5 separate regions of the Mus musculus genome follow, and regions 2, 3, 4 and 5 are each linked to region 1. Evidence: chromatin contacts called from public HiChIP or PLAC-seq and promoter capture Hi-C data. All regions are on one chromosome and are shown on one strand. The core of a region is the stretch at or near the end of the contact, and the rest is flanking DNA. Distances in the headings are between cores, read along the strand shown. Region 1 holds the start of Spint2 (serine protease inhibitor, Kunitz type 2). Region 2 holds the start of Supt5 (suppressor of Ty 5, DSIF elongation factor subunit). Region 3 holds the start of Plekhg2 (pleckstrin homology domain containing, family G (with RhoGef domain) member 2). Region 4 holds the start of Zfp74 (zinc finger protein 74). Region 5 holds the start of Acp7 (acid phosphatase 7, tartrate resistant).

Region 1 (2,565 bases), core at 36-2,535:
GGTTGCTGGGATTTGAACTCAGGACCTTCAGAAGAGCAGTCAGTGCTCTTAACCGCTGAGCCATCTCTCCAGCCCTATTTTATTTTTCTTAAACACATTTATTTGTGTGTGTGTGTGTGTGTGTGTGTGTGTCTGTGTGTGTGTGTGTGTCTGTGTGTGTGTGTCTGTGTTCGTGTGGTCTGGCAGGTGCCATGGCTACAGTGTGGAGGTCAGAGAACTTCAGGAAGCCAGTTCTCTTCTTCCACCGTGTTTGCACCAGGAATCTCCTGGCCGCCTGGGCCCCGGAGAGAAGCAGCGAAGCTAACAAGGCGTGGAGCACCCGGGCACGCCAGGCCTCCAGCCGTTGGGGGGTGGTGGTGGGGGGTGACCTTGCGAGCAGGTGCGAATCTGGTCATCAGGTTTGGTGGCAGTTGTATTTACTTAGCCACTTTGCCAGCCCAAGAGCAGTATTTTCAATGATAACGAGATCATTAATTCTTCTGCTAACGGCCTTCTACTTCCTCTGTCAGCCCTCCTCCATTCATCCAGTTTAAATGGAGCTTCTTTCCAGAAGCCCACCCTGGTTCTGTGGTAGTGGTTTGTAAGTCTCCTTTGGGTGTTGTACCTAGTCCAGTCCCCGTGTCCCTCCCCCTTTCAGGTCTGTTCATCCTTTGCAAGCTTCTGATCGTCACCCTAACACCTCTATATATTTGTATTTGTCTTCCTGTACGGGGTCCAGAGAAACCTGCAGTTTTAAGGACTTGTCACCTCTTTCCAGACAGTGCCCTGCCTAACTGGCAGTCGCACTGAATAGGAAACTGGGCTCTGATCATGCCCTGATTTTCACTGTCCCAACCCCTGCTCACTCAACTGTAGGATTTCACCATCACATTCCTGATCACTCTTCCCTCTGCTTCCGCATCACTACTACGGGCTGATCCTGTTTGACGACACACAGGCCAAGCTGGCCTGGCCACTGCTCAATCCGGGACATTTGTTTATGGCACAGAGAACGAGGAATTTAGGCAGGATATATCTCTCACACCTAAAGGAACGCTAAAGCAGAGCGGGCAGACAGCCACAGGTTTCCGAAAAGTTTCTCTCGCCATAGTCACAGCGCAAGCACGAAGGCGCAAGGACGTCGTGGCCAACAGACCCACGCCTCCCGCAAGGTCCGGCTGGGGCGGGGTCAATGCCAACCACGCCTCCTCCCAGGAGCCGGGGGCGGTGCCAGGTGCAGGCCGCAGAGCCAGGTGCGGGGCCCTCCGCGCTTGCGCCGCATCTGCCCCGCCCCGCCAGGTGCGCCCCACCCCCAGCCTGGGTGCCACCTTCTCTTGTGTCCCTGCGTCCGCCATTCGCCGTAGTACTCCTCGGACGGGTGGAGGCTTTCACAGTCTGGGGAAGAGTCGCAGAGTGTTGCCGCGCGAGTCCAGGGACCGTGTTGGGAGGCAACTAAGGCGTCGCACGCGCCAAAAGCCAGAAAAAAGGGCTTCCGGGGACCCGGGCGCCTCGAAGTCCTACTCCGGGGCGAAGCCGCACCTGAGCCCGCGGACCTGCAGTGCGCGTGCGCGGCCGTGGGCTTTCCCGCACCTGCTCGCGAGACCCCACCCCCACACCCCAACGGCCGGCGGCTCGAGGCCTGGCGCGCGGCGCTGGCAGCAGGTCATGGCGCAGCTTTGTGAGCTGCGGCGGGGCCGGGCGCTCCTCGCCTTGGTAGCTTCGCTGCTCCTCTCCGGGGCCCAGGTGGCCAGCCGAGAACTAGACGTCCACGGTGAGGGCCAGGCGGGGGATCCGGGAGCAGGGGATAGAGGAGGCCGCAGCGAAAGTGGGGGTACTCGGTGCGCAGAGTGATCGCAGGCTCCTTGGGGTTGGGGAGGATGGGCGGTGGAGCCAGACCTGCAGGTGGCGGGCTAGGAAGGGTAGGAGCCTCGCGAGCGCGGGGGCGTAAGGGTTAGCAAAGTGTCCCTTCCAGAAGGAAGGAGGAAGGGAGGGAGATGAGGTGTATTGACCCAGGAAGGCGTGGCACTGGAAGTGGGTGAGGAGCTCAACGAAGCGGAAATTGCTTGGCCAAAGAAAGCCCGGGGTGGGGACGGGGACTTGGGGTGGGGGTGGGGGGCGCATTCAAGCCTCAGAGGTGGAAATTTGTTCGGGAGACCTGTTGGCCGCTTTGGGTACAGGGAAAACGCACTTCGGACACCTGTTGATATCACATATGGCAACAGCCCCATGATCTCCCGAGGAAGAAGAGAAGCAGCGGTTGGTAGAAGGGAGGAGCTTTGCCAAGGTGCCTGCCAATGCAGGAACGTCTGTTCTCCGAGTGTAGTATTGGCACCCAGCAGCTGGGGTTTGCGTCTTTAGGAGTCGTTACAACTTTTAACTGCTTCAGACAACCACTAGCCAGCTTTGAAAAGATCTCTTTTGAAAGAATTCATTGATTGAGCAAACTTAATTGAGTCCCCGCTGAGGGTCTGTAAGAATGGTGGTCGTGGCTGACTCAAGACTAGACAGGTTCCTGAATTCGCAGAGCTTGGATTCCAGTGGGAGCGAACACTTAACGTGCAGAGTACTCGCCAAAGATTAAATGAC
Region 2 (2,565 bases), core at 47-2,546, 940 kb after region 1:
TTATTAACTTTCTGTCTTGAATTTTTTTTTGTGTGTGGGGGGTTCGAGACAGGGTTTCTCTGTGCAGTTCTGGCTGTCCTGGAACTCACTCTGTAGACCAGGCTGGCCTCGAACTCAGAAATCCGCCTGCCTCTGCCTTCCCAGTGCTGGGATTAAAGGCGTGCGCCACCACCGCCCGGCTTGTCTTGAATTTTTATGTCTGTGGATATTCAATGTCAGCCGAGGCCTGAAGAGGGCGAGCATTAGCTCCCCTGAGACTGGAGTGAAAGCGGGTTGTGAGCTGCTGGAAATTGACCACAGCTCCACAGCAGCCAGCGTTCTTTGGCGGTTGAGCCAACTCTCCAGTTTAGGTTTTATTGTTTTGTTTTGGTTACAGTGTTTCACTGTGTAACCTTGGCTGTCCGGAATTAAATAAATGTGATGGTTTTGTGCATAACTCCTGGCTCGCCTGTCCACCTTCAGTTCTTCTTCTTCTTCTTCCTCTTCTTCTTTTTTTTTTTAAGATTTATTTATTTATTTATTATATGTAAGTACACAGTAGCTGTCCTCAGATACTCCAGAAGAGGGCATCAGATTTCGTCATGGATGGTTGTGAGTCACCATGTGGATGCTGGGATTTGAACTCAGGACCTTCGGAAGAGCAGTAGGCGCTTTTAACCACTGAGCCATCTCACCAGCTCCCGCCTTCAGTCTTAAATCCGTATTAAAGTGTCTTTCATTGTAAGCATGGTGGCACACGCCTTTAATTTCAGTACCAGGGAGGCAGAGGCAGACATGGGCTTATCTTTGTGAGTCTGAGATTTAGCCAGGCTACAAAGTAAGGCCTTATCACACAAACAAACAAACAAACAAACCAGATCATTAATAACACAATACTGTGCCGCGCTAAACTAACAAGTTTTGAGATTGTTTTGAGCATCGCCAGGAATTCGGATTTAACCTGAGTCTAGGTCCCTAAAAATCTAGGGGAACTCCTCAGAATGCCGAGGGTGGCGGTGTGAAGCCGAATCTCTGTCCCGTCACCTCTGACACCTCCGAGGGAAGTTTAGAGGACGGACGAGCCAACAGTTCACCCGATTCAGCTCTGGGTTAGGAGAAGCCGATTACTTTTCGACCTTCTCAAGATGGCGGCCGTACAGTCCGCGTAAACCACTTTGGCCACTCCGGAGATGGCGGCTCCAAGAGGCCGCCCTCAGAGCAGGCCCCTAAAGTCTCGCGTTAGGTGAGACTGACGCGCCAGTTCTCGCGAGAGAGCGCTCAGGCCAGCTAGGCGTTGTGTGATCCGCAGCTGGCGCGGAAGCTTCAGGTGGCAAGCGATCGGTGAGCGGGCGTGGGACGGCAGGCAGGGGCCGGAGCGGGGGTCGGGGCTGGCGGAGGTTCAGGACGTGTGCCGGCCGCAGCCAGGGCCGGGTGTGCTAGCTGCCATAGCCCGAACAACGCGGGTTCGCGACCGCCTGAACCAGGCTGCCGGAAGTGCGCCTGGGGATTTTCTCCCCCGGTTTACCTTGCGGGGAAACTGAGGCTTGGGGGTGGCGCTTTTGGTTCCGCGACGCCCTGAGGCCGCGGTCTTCCTCTGCAGCTGCGGAAGATGTCGGACAGCGAAGACAGCAACTTCTCCGAGGAGGAGGACAGCGAGCGCAGCAGCGAGGCGGAGGAGGCCGAGGTCGGTGCCTGGGATTCTTAGGGGAGACGTTGCGCCTGGGGACAGGGACAGGGGCAGGGCAGAGAGGGCCCTGGGGGAGCCGGGGACTCGGAACGGCTGGGGGGGAGGGTGGTTCCAGATTGTCGGGAGAGATGGACGAGTGTGCAAGTCAGCGTGGAGCGCAGGGGCAGCGTCCAGAAGGTGGGGGTGCGCCAGGTCCACGGTTGGCTTTCATCTGATTTGTTTCTTTCGGTTTACTTTTTATCACTTGCGATGCTAGGATTGAGTTCAGGGCCCTGCTAGGTGGACAGCCCCAGCTCTTAGGATTCTTTCGTGTTTGTGTTTTTAGGTATCCCCAGTTGTTCCAGAAGTGTGTATGTATTGCCTACTGTGTGCCAGCCTGTACAAGTCTTTGTCCTTGGGCTCCTGCTAACAGATTTTAAAATGTAAATCGACAACTGATGGGTGAATGTGAATTTGCTACTGTGAATAAATATAGCCAGTAAATATGAGAGACTCCCAGGTTCAGCATCCTAGTGTGAAAATCCAGATGATTTTGTAACTTTTCTAGTCTTCTGTCGATGCTACGAATGGAAAATTCCACATATGACAGGTCAAAGTCAACACTAGTGCACTAAAAATACTGTGTTAAATGACTGTGCACAGTATATATGAAAGATATATGAATTTCATGTATTGTCCCGTTCCAAGGTACCTTATTGTGTATGTGCAAATAATCCAAAAATCCTCCAAGATCTGAAATATGTATACTTTGGATTTTATTTGTTTTGTTTTGTTTTCTTTTCTTTTTTTCTTTTTTGGTTTTTCGAGACAGGGTTTCTCTGTGTAGCCCTGGCTGTCCTGGAACTCACTCTGTAGATCAGGCTGGCCTTGAACTCAGATCTGCTTGCCTCTGCCTCCTG
Region 3 (2,565 bases), core at 25-2,524, 910 kb after region 1:
CGCCCTCCTCCAGTCTCTTTGGACACCAAGCATGAACATGGTACACAGACACACTTGCAGGCCAAACACCCATACACATAAAATAAAAACAGTCCATCCATGACAGCTATGATAATCTGCATCCCACCCTACTTATCCATACTTATCAGTAGCTAATCTAACGATACAGTTACACTCCCAGATGGTGAGGGAGCCAGGAGTTTAGGCCAGTCTGGGTAACATAGGGAAAGTCAAATTTTAAAAAAAAGTACTTAATTCGTAGACTTTCAGTACTCAGTCTCCTTAGTAAAAAGTCAAGTCCTCAGAGACAGAGGATACAGTTCCTAGTGAGTGGTCAGTAAAAAAAAAAAAAAAAAAAAAAAAAATCTGTTCAGAAACCTGTAGAAGACAAATATCCATAAAGAGTGTGTTGTAAGCATCCATCCATCCCTGGGATCTGAGATTTGGATTTTATCTGACGCCCAGGCCATCTAATAAGAGACGTTATTGCCCTCTGGCGACCAGAATAGAAACTGCAACTTTGGGACTGTTCCACAGACCATTGCAAAAAATTCACAAAGAAATGTTCATTCTTCAAAAATTCTGTAGTTTCCGGGTACAGTGACGCACGTCTTTAATACCAGTACTAGGGAGGCAGAGGCAGAGGCAGAGGCAGTGGCAGGCGCTCTCTGTGAGTTCGAGGCCAGCCCGGTCTACATAATGACTTCCAGACCAGCCAGAGAGTTACATGGTGAGACCCTGTCTCAAACAAGCCAAAACATTTGATTGAAATTATAAAATGTGAAGACTTCTAAACTGATGAGAGAACACCAGAAAAGAGGTAGATGAGTTAAAAAAAGAAGTGCTCCAGGTGAGGATCGAACTCACAACCTCGGCATCGCTTACGCCTAGCACTGACATATAAGTACCGCGCGCTAACCGATTGCGCCACTGGAGCTCCGGCCGCACCCTCGCGCCACAAAGTCCTTCAGTCAGTTGTAGTCGCAGGACTTTGTTGAACGGCTCGGCCCAACATTGCATATGCAAATATAAAGCCCGCCGATCGACCAATAAGAACAAGAGTGTGAGACTATTCCAGATTCTCACGCCTCCTGGGCCCTTGCTGTAAAAGGTAAAAAGTCCTCCCGGCTCTAGGCTCTTGGAATGTGGGCGGTGACTCGCCGTTGGAACCGCTTGCTTGCAATTATTCAGAGTAGGGGGCGGGGATTTTAAAAGCCTTTACGGGAGGGCGTGCCGGAAGGCGGCCCCTCCCCCCAGCAGGCGGGAACAGGATGTGAGCCGCGGCGGCGGCAAAGGGGAGGAGAAGCCTTGGGCGGCCGCCCCCCGCCCCACATCTGGGACCCGACTCTCCCCGCCCCAGATGCGGCGTTGCCGCTGCCCCCAGAGCCCCAGGACACTCATCCCGGAGCCCGAGGCGTTCATAGTCTTGGGCCCAGGCGTCCGGGAACTCTGTCCCGCGTTTTAAGAGACCCGCAAGTCCCGGCTCCCGCAGAGGGGCCGGGACCTCTGATGTCCAGCGCCCCCTCCTGGAGGAGCCCGGGGCTCGGGAAGTCAGCCCCGAGGCTGGAGGCCCGTCCCGTACCCGGCTTCGAAGACCGTAGGATCTGTGGCCGTGCATCCTTCCCACGGGGTCCCAACTCTGAGTCCAAGACCCCCTCCTGGAGCCACTTGGGGACAGGACCTCGCGCCTCGACTTAGGGCTGCAGCATCCATCACCTCCAGGAGACCGAGGAGTTAGCCAGTCCTTGCGGTCCCTCCCGGAGGTGACTTCACTCCTGCCCCTCGGGTTCTGGAAACTCTGGAATCCCGGTGCTCCCGACAACACACAGCCCTACCTAGAAGACTGAGGAGTTTGGGTCCCCAGCGCCCTGGTCTGAGACTCGAGTAGAGGGTTGCAGCATCTTCTATTTAGAACACCGAGACTTCGGACTCCGGATCCCAACTCTCCCCGGATTCTGGAGTCCGAGAACCCCAAGTTCACGACCTTAAGTCTGGGTTGTGAGCCTCCCCAGGGATCGCGCGTTACGGTCCAGACGCGCGGGACTCCCGACCCCAAGGCCCGTGGCTCCCCGGGAGGTGAGGGGAGCGAGGGGCCCGGGGCTGGGGGAGGGGGCGGCGCCGAAGCGGAACAATGAGGGGGCGTGCCGGCGGGGGGTAGCGGAGGCGCCGGCTGGAGTTGGGGGCTGCAACTGCACAGGGGAGAATCCAACGGTGGGGACCGCGGTTGGGGCGCCGAGGGACCGACTGGAGCTGGGTGGAGGACTCGGGGCCAGCGCCCCAGTACGCCGTCTTGGGCGGGGTAAGGAACAGTCTGTAGGACCCTGGCATCCGGTCCCCCAGCCTCCGCCCTCCCCTGGGACCCCGCGGCCTCTCCCGCCCACGGTTTTTCCCAGCCCTGCCCCTCGCCCTCAGCTTCAGCCTGAGCCTGAGAGTTCCCAGGATCCCTGAGCCTTGGGAGGGGGGCCCCCAGACAGATGGGACTTGCAGACTCAGGCACTTTTGCTGTCTTCGTTCTTTGTCTCAACCTTTTTCCATCTTTGGCTTGTATTCTCAGCCCCTTCTTCC
Region 4 (2,565 bases), core at 21-2,520, 670 kb before region 1:
ATCTGTGGTGCTGGGATAGACAGAAAATAAAAGTTAGGATGGGGGTGGGCCTGTCAAACAGAAGCTGGGCGATTTATCTGAGCTTGAGGCCAGTTTGGGCTACATGTCAAGCGATGGCAAATTCAAGAAGTTTATTTGACAGCAACAATATTATGAAAGGAAAAGAGAAACAAACTATTGCTTAGAGTTCTATATTCTGTGTGAAATAAAATAATGTTGCTTAAATACTATGATAAAGGAACTATGTACACTATACTATCTATCTAAAGCAGGGGCTGAGAGACAGATTAGGCATCAAGAGTACTTGTTGCTCTTGAAGAGGACCCATGTTTCATTCCCAGAACTCTCAGGGAGTGGTTCACAAGCACAGGCCACTCCAGTTTCGGGGAATCGGATGCCCCCTTCTGGTCTCTCTGTGTATTGCATGCATGAACTGCAGACAAAATACTCAAAACACGTCAAGTAGAAATAAATAAACCTTTAAAACAAACAAACAAACAACAACAACAACAAAAAACCCTTGTTCACTAAAGAGTATTATCAGGACAATAAAAGGACAAATTACTCCTACAGCAAGGGTGGAAAGTATTTGTAAAAACGTATATCTAATAACGTCCCCCTCCCCAGTGGTGATTGTTTTGTTTTGATGGAGAGAGAACGGCTAACTGGTACAAGGGTCTAGTTGACTAGTAAATGGCTCCGTTTCCTTAGGATCTAGTTAGTATGTAGACATTGCTCAGCAATGGTGTTTACAATCCTACGTTAACAGTCCAGTAACACTGTCGGTCAGAACAAGGAGTCTACGAAGTATAGACAAAAGCATGTTTCTGACAAAATTGGAAGATAGCAATGAAACGCTGCAAGAGAACACCCAGCCATGATTACAAAAGTGGTTGCAAATTCACACAGTTTTAAATGTCACTGAACTTCAAGGTCTCTTAACTCTATAAACTCCACACCCTGACCCCATAGTCTAGTTCTCACACACACGTATTCACGTAACTCCTCCTTCTGCCTGCTACCAAGAGTTTGTGACTCCGGAGGACCATCCCCATCATAAAGAGGTAGACAATCTCGGGAGAGAGCCCTGATCCAAGGGAACTAAACAAACTCAGCCGTGCTCTCTTCCTGGCTCAGACTCCCTAACCCTGAAAGTCTCATAGCCGAGGGCCAGTTTTTCATTTGGGTGAGCACAGGTCTCGGGCCGCGAAGGGCTCTGGGAAATGTAGTTCAAAGCAAGAACGCAAGGGATCCTTTCGGATTCTTCTCAGTTGCAAGTTGCACCCCCAGGCTGTGAATGCCAGGCCGCGGGGTAGCCGCTGCTACAAAACCCGCCCAGGCTCAAGCCGGTCCCCCTGCCGCAGCGCCGCGCCCTTACCCGAGCCTTGGCCACTCTCCTGACTCGCACGCCGAAGGCCAGACCCGCCCGGCGAGCCGCGCGGCCCTCTGGGAAGTGCTACCCTGCGCCTAGCGGACCCAGGTTTGTGGGTCTTCTTTCCCAGCCTAGCAGCACCAGGCCGTAGCCCGGAGGCTGTGAGCCTTGGGCGGCGTCGGGTTGGGGGATCGAGACCCGTGGCCCGGCTCAGCGTTGAGTCCCGGAAGCCGTGAGCTGGAGGCCAGGACTCTTTGTGCTGGGTGGAAGCCAGGGCCCTGTAGAGCGGTCGCGGGTGTGGGTAGAGGACGGGATGCCTGCGGTTTGCAGCAGCCGTGATGTGACTATAATTTGCTCGTTATCCTTTATGTGCCTTTACGAACGTGGGTGCACATGTGATGGCTGAGATAATGAATGAATGCATTAATGAAAAACTCTGTGGGTGGAAGTTAGGCGGGTAGGATTGTGTGGAGATGTGTGAAGACCGCGTTTGAACGAGTGCTACCTTTAGCCGTTTATAATAATTGAAAATATTTTTATATGAAGCATCAGTATCTCCAGGACTTGACTATTTTCCTGTATTGACAAACTGTCTTGTGTACATGACAGGCGAAATTCATTTGCCTTGCAGCCCAACTCCATTTCCCAAATAGCAAGATACAGAAAAGCCCAAAGACTAAAAATTATTTATTTCTCCTAGTCAGTCATGCAGCTCCTGACAAATTGACTTCTTTACACTCGTGAGCATGAACGCGTACATTTATGTGCTCATATAAAGAGCATGGCCTCTTAAAAGAGCAGTAACGGGCTGGAGAAATGGCTCAGTGGTTAAGAGCACCGGCTGCTCTTCCAGAGGTCCTGAGTTCAATTCCCAGCAACCACATGGTGGCTCATAACCATCTCTAATAGGATCTGATGCCCTCTTCTGGTGTGTCTGAAGATGGCTACAGTGTACTCACATAAAATAAACAAATCTAAAAAAAAGAAAAAAAAAGAGCAGTAACATCATATATACAGTTCTGTAACTTACGGCTCTTATTTAACCATTGATGTTGTTAACATATTGACATCAACAATTACACATTTCAAGTGTATACCATTTAAACACACACACACAACACACACACACACATATATATATCCTGATTAATTTCTGTTTTCAACCTCTTGAAGTTATAAACCAAGTTCATGCA
Region 5 (2,565 bases), core at 33-2,532, 650 kb after region 1:
CTATATAGAGAAACCCTGTCTTGAAAAACAAAACAAAACAAAACAAAACAAAACAAAACAAAACAAAACAAAACAAAACAAAACAAAACAAGATCAGGAGTTCCAGGCTAGCCTCAGCTATGGAGTAAGTGAGTTCCAGTCTAGTCCGGATTACATAAAATCCTGTTTTCAAATAAACAAATGAGAAAGCACATGTGTTTCCGTATGACACACTTGCTTTAAAAATATTTGGCTGTCCATAACTTGGTGGCATAAAAACAGGAGCAGCCAGGAGTCACGTTAGGTTTGCAGTAGGCATCCTTTGCATAAAACCCGGCTAAGATGCTTCCATTCTGGAAGGCCACCAAGAAAAATAACAAGAAGAGGTTTTGATTGTGGCTGCTAGAGTAGCGGTGAGCCAGAGCTGAAATTGATAAAGAGAGTTGTTTGTGGCGTTCTGCTTTAAGATAGGGTCTTGTTAGGGAGCCTAGCTGGCCTCAGGTTCCTGGCCTCCTGGTCCAGCCTCCTACAGATTGGGATTAAGGGGTGTACCACTACGACCAAGTGATTATTTTATCTTTGAGACAGGCTCACACTCGTTACTGTGTAGCCCTGGAACTCATCGCAGAACAGGCTAGCTGGCTTTGAACTCATAAGGACCCTCTGCCTCCGGTGTGCAGGAGATAAAGGGCGTGCAACACTAGCCCCAGATCCGAGTGATTTATCAATTATTATTATTATTATTATTATTATTATTATTATTATTATTATTACATTTTAAGCTGTAATGAAAAGGGGTAGGGAGTTCAAAAATCCTAAAGACCGGGGACTCCCGCCCCGAAGTCAGACTCCACAAGCTCCACCTCCAAAGACCTAGAACTGCTTACAAAGCTAAACTGCAGAGTCATCGCACAGAAAATGCGTGTAAGACAGAAAACCTCTCTTCCCCCAAGAACGTGTCTGCTGTGGATCTGGGAAACCCTAAGCGCACTTTGCTGAAGGCCTCTTCAGCATCTAGACAGCTCAAATTCCACTTGTTCCCACCTTGACAGGGGTGTGGGGGGGGTGGGGGCGGCTCTGGACTTGAACTCGGTTCTTAGGGTAGCACACCGGGGTATGTGCCAGCCATCTCCTCCTTTTTTACAGGTGAGAAAACAGGCTGTAGCGAGATTGAGCAACTGCGCCTAGGGCACCGGGCTCACAAACACCATTGTCACCAGGGCCTTTGGAGTTTGTGTTTTCCAGGATACCCTGCGGGGGTCTGAGGGAGAGTCCCGGCTCTGGGAAGCAGGAAGGAGCTGAGAGGAAGATGCTGAGGGCTCAACGGAGATGGATGGGAATCCCAGGATCGCGGCCTCCCTTGGGACTGAGGGTGGGTTTCTGTCACCAGGGGGTCTCCGCAGCTGGGGCGGTGGGACGCCTGGGGACAGGGCAGCCTTACCTGTCCCGGCGCTAACCTGCTGTCTGGCTCGGAGGTGGCGGCGTCCCATGCTTTTCTGGGTCCCCTCTTTCTGCGCCCCACCCTGAGGGGGGCGTGAGGGTGGGCGTGGGGCGCCAGGGACCGGCCGGACCTGTGGGACACGGGGCTCGGGCTGTCTGGGGAGCCCGTCACCTGAAGCAGCCGGCTCTTCCGGGGCTGGGACACCTGTGGGCGGCGGGAGCCTGTGTCCCTGCAAGCTCATAAATACTGCAGCGCATCGGTGGCCGAGAGGACCGTGAGGGCGGCTGGCGCGCCCCTGAGGGTGAGCCGGCGTCCCCTTCCCGATTGCGCCCCCCACCCCACGTCCCAGCTCTCGACCTTCGGTGGACGGTTCTTTCAGACCCGAGGCACCTGTCCAGGTCCCGAGGGCAGGTGGACCGAACTTCAGAACCTCAGCTGGCCTGGGAGCTGAGGAGAAACCGGGGTTCAGGCAATGCAGGTTCAGGGCTGGAGAGGCAGCTGGGATGAGGATGGAGCCCGGGGAGGAGAGAGATCTGAAGGCAAGATGGGATGTTGGGGAGGGGAATGAGAAGAAGCCGCTCCAGGCAGGTGGAGCTAATGAGAAATCTGGGAGTAGAGTTGGAGTTATCGGGTCCGGAGGAATAAGTGGAAATCTGAGGATGAATTAGAGAGGCTGAGGGTACAGTGGGATGCTAAGAATCTGGAGAATAGGTCGCTAAGAGAAGACAGAGATGTTGGGGATGGCGTTGTCAAAGGCATCCCCGCCCCCCAGCCTCCTAGCCCCCTCCCAGGATCAGGAGCCTGGGCCGGAAGGGTTCAAACTCAGCTGCATCTCATCCTAGCCTTGCCACTGAGTCACTCGGTTGCTCAGTTTCCTATATGTGACTGGGTTGGTGATGTCTGTCGCCACCACCTCATAGGAATGCTGTGAGGCCTCCTGCCATTAATCTATGCAAAGTGCTGAGCAGCGAGGCTCAGAAACCTCATTAATTATTCTCTCACCAGCATCTCCTTCACCACTCCCCTCAGAGACGTTTCAGTCATTCAGTCTTCCTCCCCCACAGACATCCTGACAGACGGACACACGGCTCTGCCTGGCATCGGTCCATTCTCCATCCTCTGTGGGACCCACCAGCGGAATTTGA

What was found. HiChIP or PLAC-seq counts read pairs in DNA pulled down with a chosen protein or histone mark. Capture Hi-C pulls out chosen DNA fragments and counts their contacts.
Region 2: a FOXA1 HiChIP or PLAC-seq map of pancreatic cancer cells shows a contact between it and region 1. The contact joins the promoter of Supt5 here to the promoter of Spint2 in region 1. A contact is called at or near these places in 2 of 39 promoter capture datasets (liver and pre-B cells) and 1 of 115 datasets of contacts at active chromatin or transcription factors (pancreatic cancer cells).
Region 3: a contact with region 1 is called in an H3K27ac HiChIP or PLAC-seq map of bone marrow-derived dendritic cells, with 3 times the contacts expected there. The contact joins the promoter of Plekhg2 here to the promoter of Spint2 in region 1. A contact is called at or near these places in 1 of 39 promoter capture datasets (embryonic stem cells) and 3 of 115 datasets of contacts at active chromatin or transcription factors (bone marrow-derived dendritic cells, embryonic limb bud and memory CD8 T cells).
Region 4: an H3K27ac HiChIP or PLAC-seq map of embryonic stem cells shows a contact between it and region 1, with 2.3 times the contacts expected there. The contact joins the promoter of Zfp74 here to the promoter of Spint2 in region 1. A contact is called at or near these places in 1 of 39 promoter capture datasets (liver), 2 of 484 Hi-C or Micro-C datasets (both in embryonic stem cells) and 2 of 115 datasets of contacts at active chromatin or transcription factors (embryonic stem cells and pancreatic cancer cells).
Region 5: a promoter capture Hi-C map of pancreatic islet shows a contact between it and region 1. The contact joins the promoter of Acp7 here to the promoter of Spint2 in region 1.

Annotation. Positions count from the first base shown.
Region 1 is chr7:29,280,697-29,283,261 of GRCm38.p6, reverse strand. It overlaps Spint2 (serine protease inhibitor, Kunitz type 2), which reads left to right and starts at 1,285. Exons shown (of 7, transcript NM_011464.2): 1 at 1,285-1,750. The coding sequence starts at 1,645.
Region 2 is chr7:28,337,450-28,340,014 of GRCm38.p6, reverse strand. It overlaps Supt5 (suppressor of Ty 5, DSIF elongation factor subunit), which reads left to right and starts at 1,296. Exons shown (of 30, transcript NM_013676.1): 1 at 1,296-1,320; 2 at 1,580-1,663. The coding sequence starts at 1,589.
Region 3 is chr7:28,371,371-28,373,935 of GRCm38.p6, reverse strand. Plekhg2 (pleckstrin homology domain containing, family G (with RhoGef domain) member 2) reads left to right here and starts at 1,274. Exons shown (of 19, transcript NM_138752.2): 1 at 1,274-2,076. n-TIaat16 (a tRNA gene) reads right to left here and starts at 937; the gene lies at 843-937.
Region 4 is chr7:29,952,770-29,955,334 of GRCm38.p6, reverse strand. It overlaps Zfp74 (zinc finger protein 74), which reads left to right and starts at 1,270. Exons shown (of 6, transcript NM_178384.4): 1 at 1,270-1,480. It overlaps C230062I16Rik (a long non-coding RNA gene), which reads right to left. Exons shown (of 4, transcript XR_003946630.1): 1 at 1,379-2,565.
Region 5 is chr7:28,629,630-28,632,194 of GRCm38.p6, reverse strand. It overlaps Acp7 (acid phosphatase 7, tartrate resistant), which reads left to right and starts at 1,282. Exons shown (of 13, transcript NM_175319.5): 1 at 1,282-1,351; 2 at 2,485-2,565.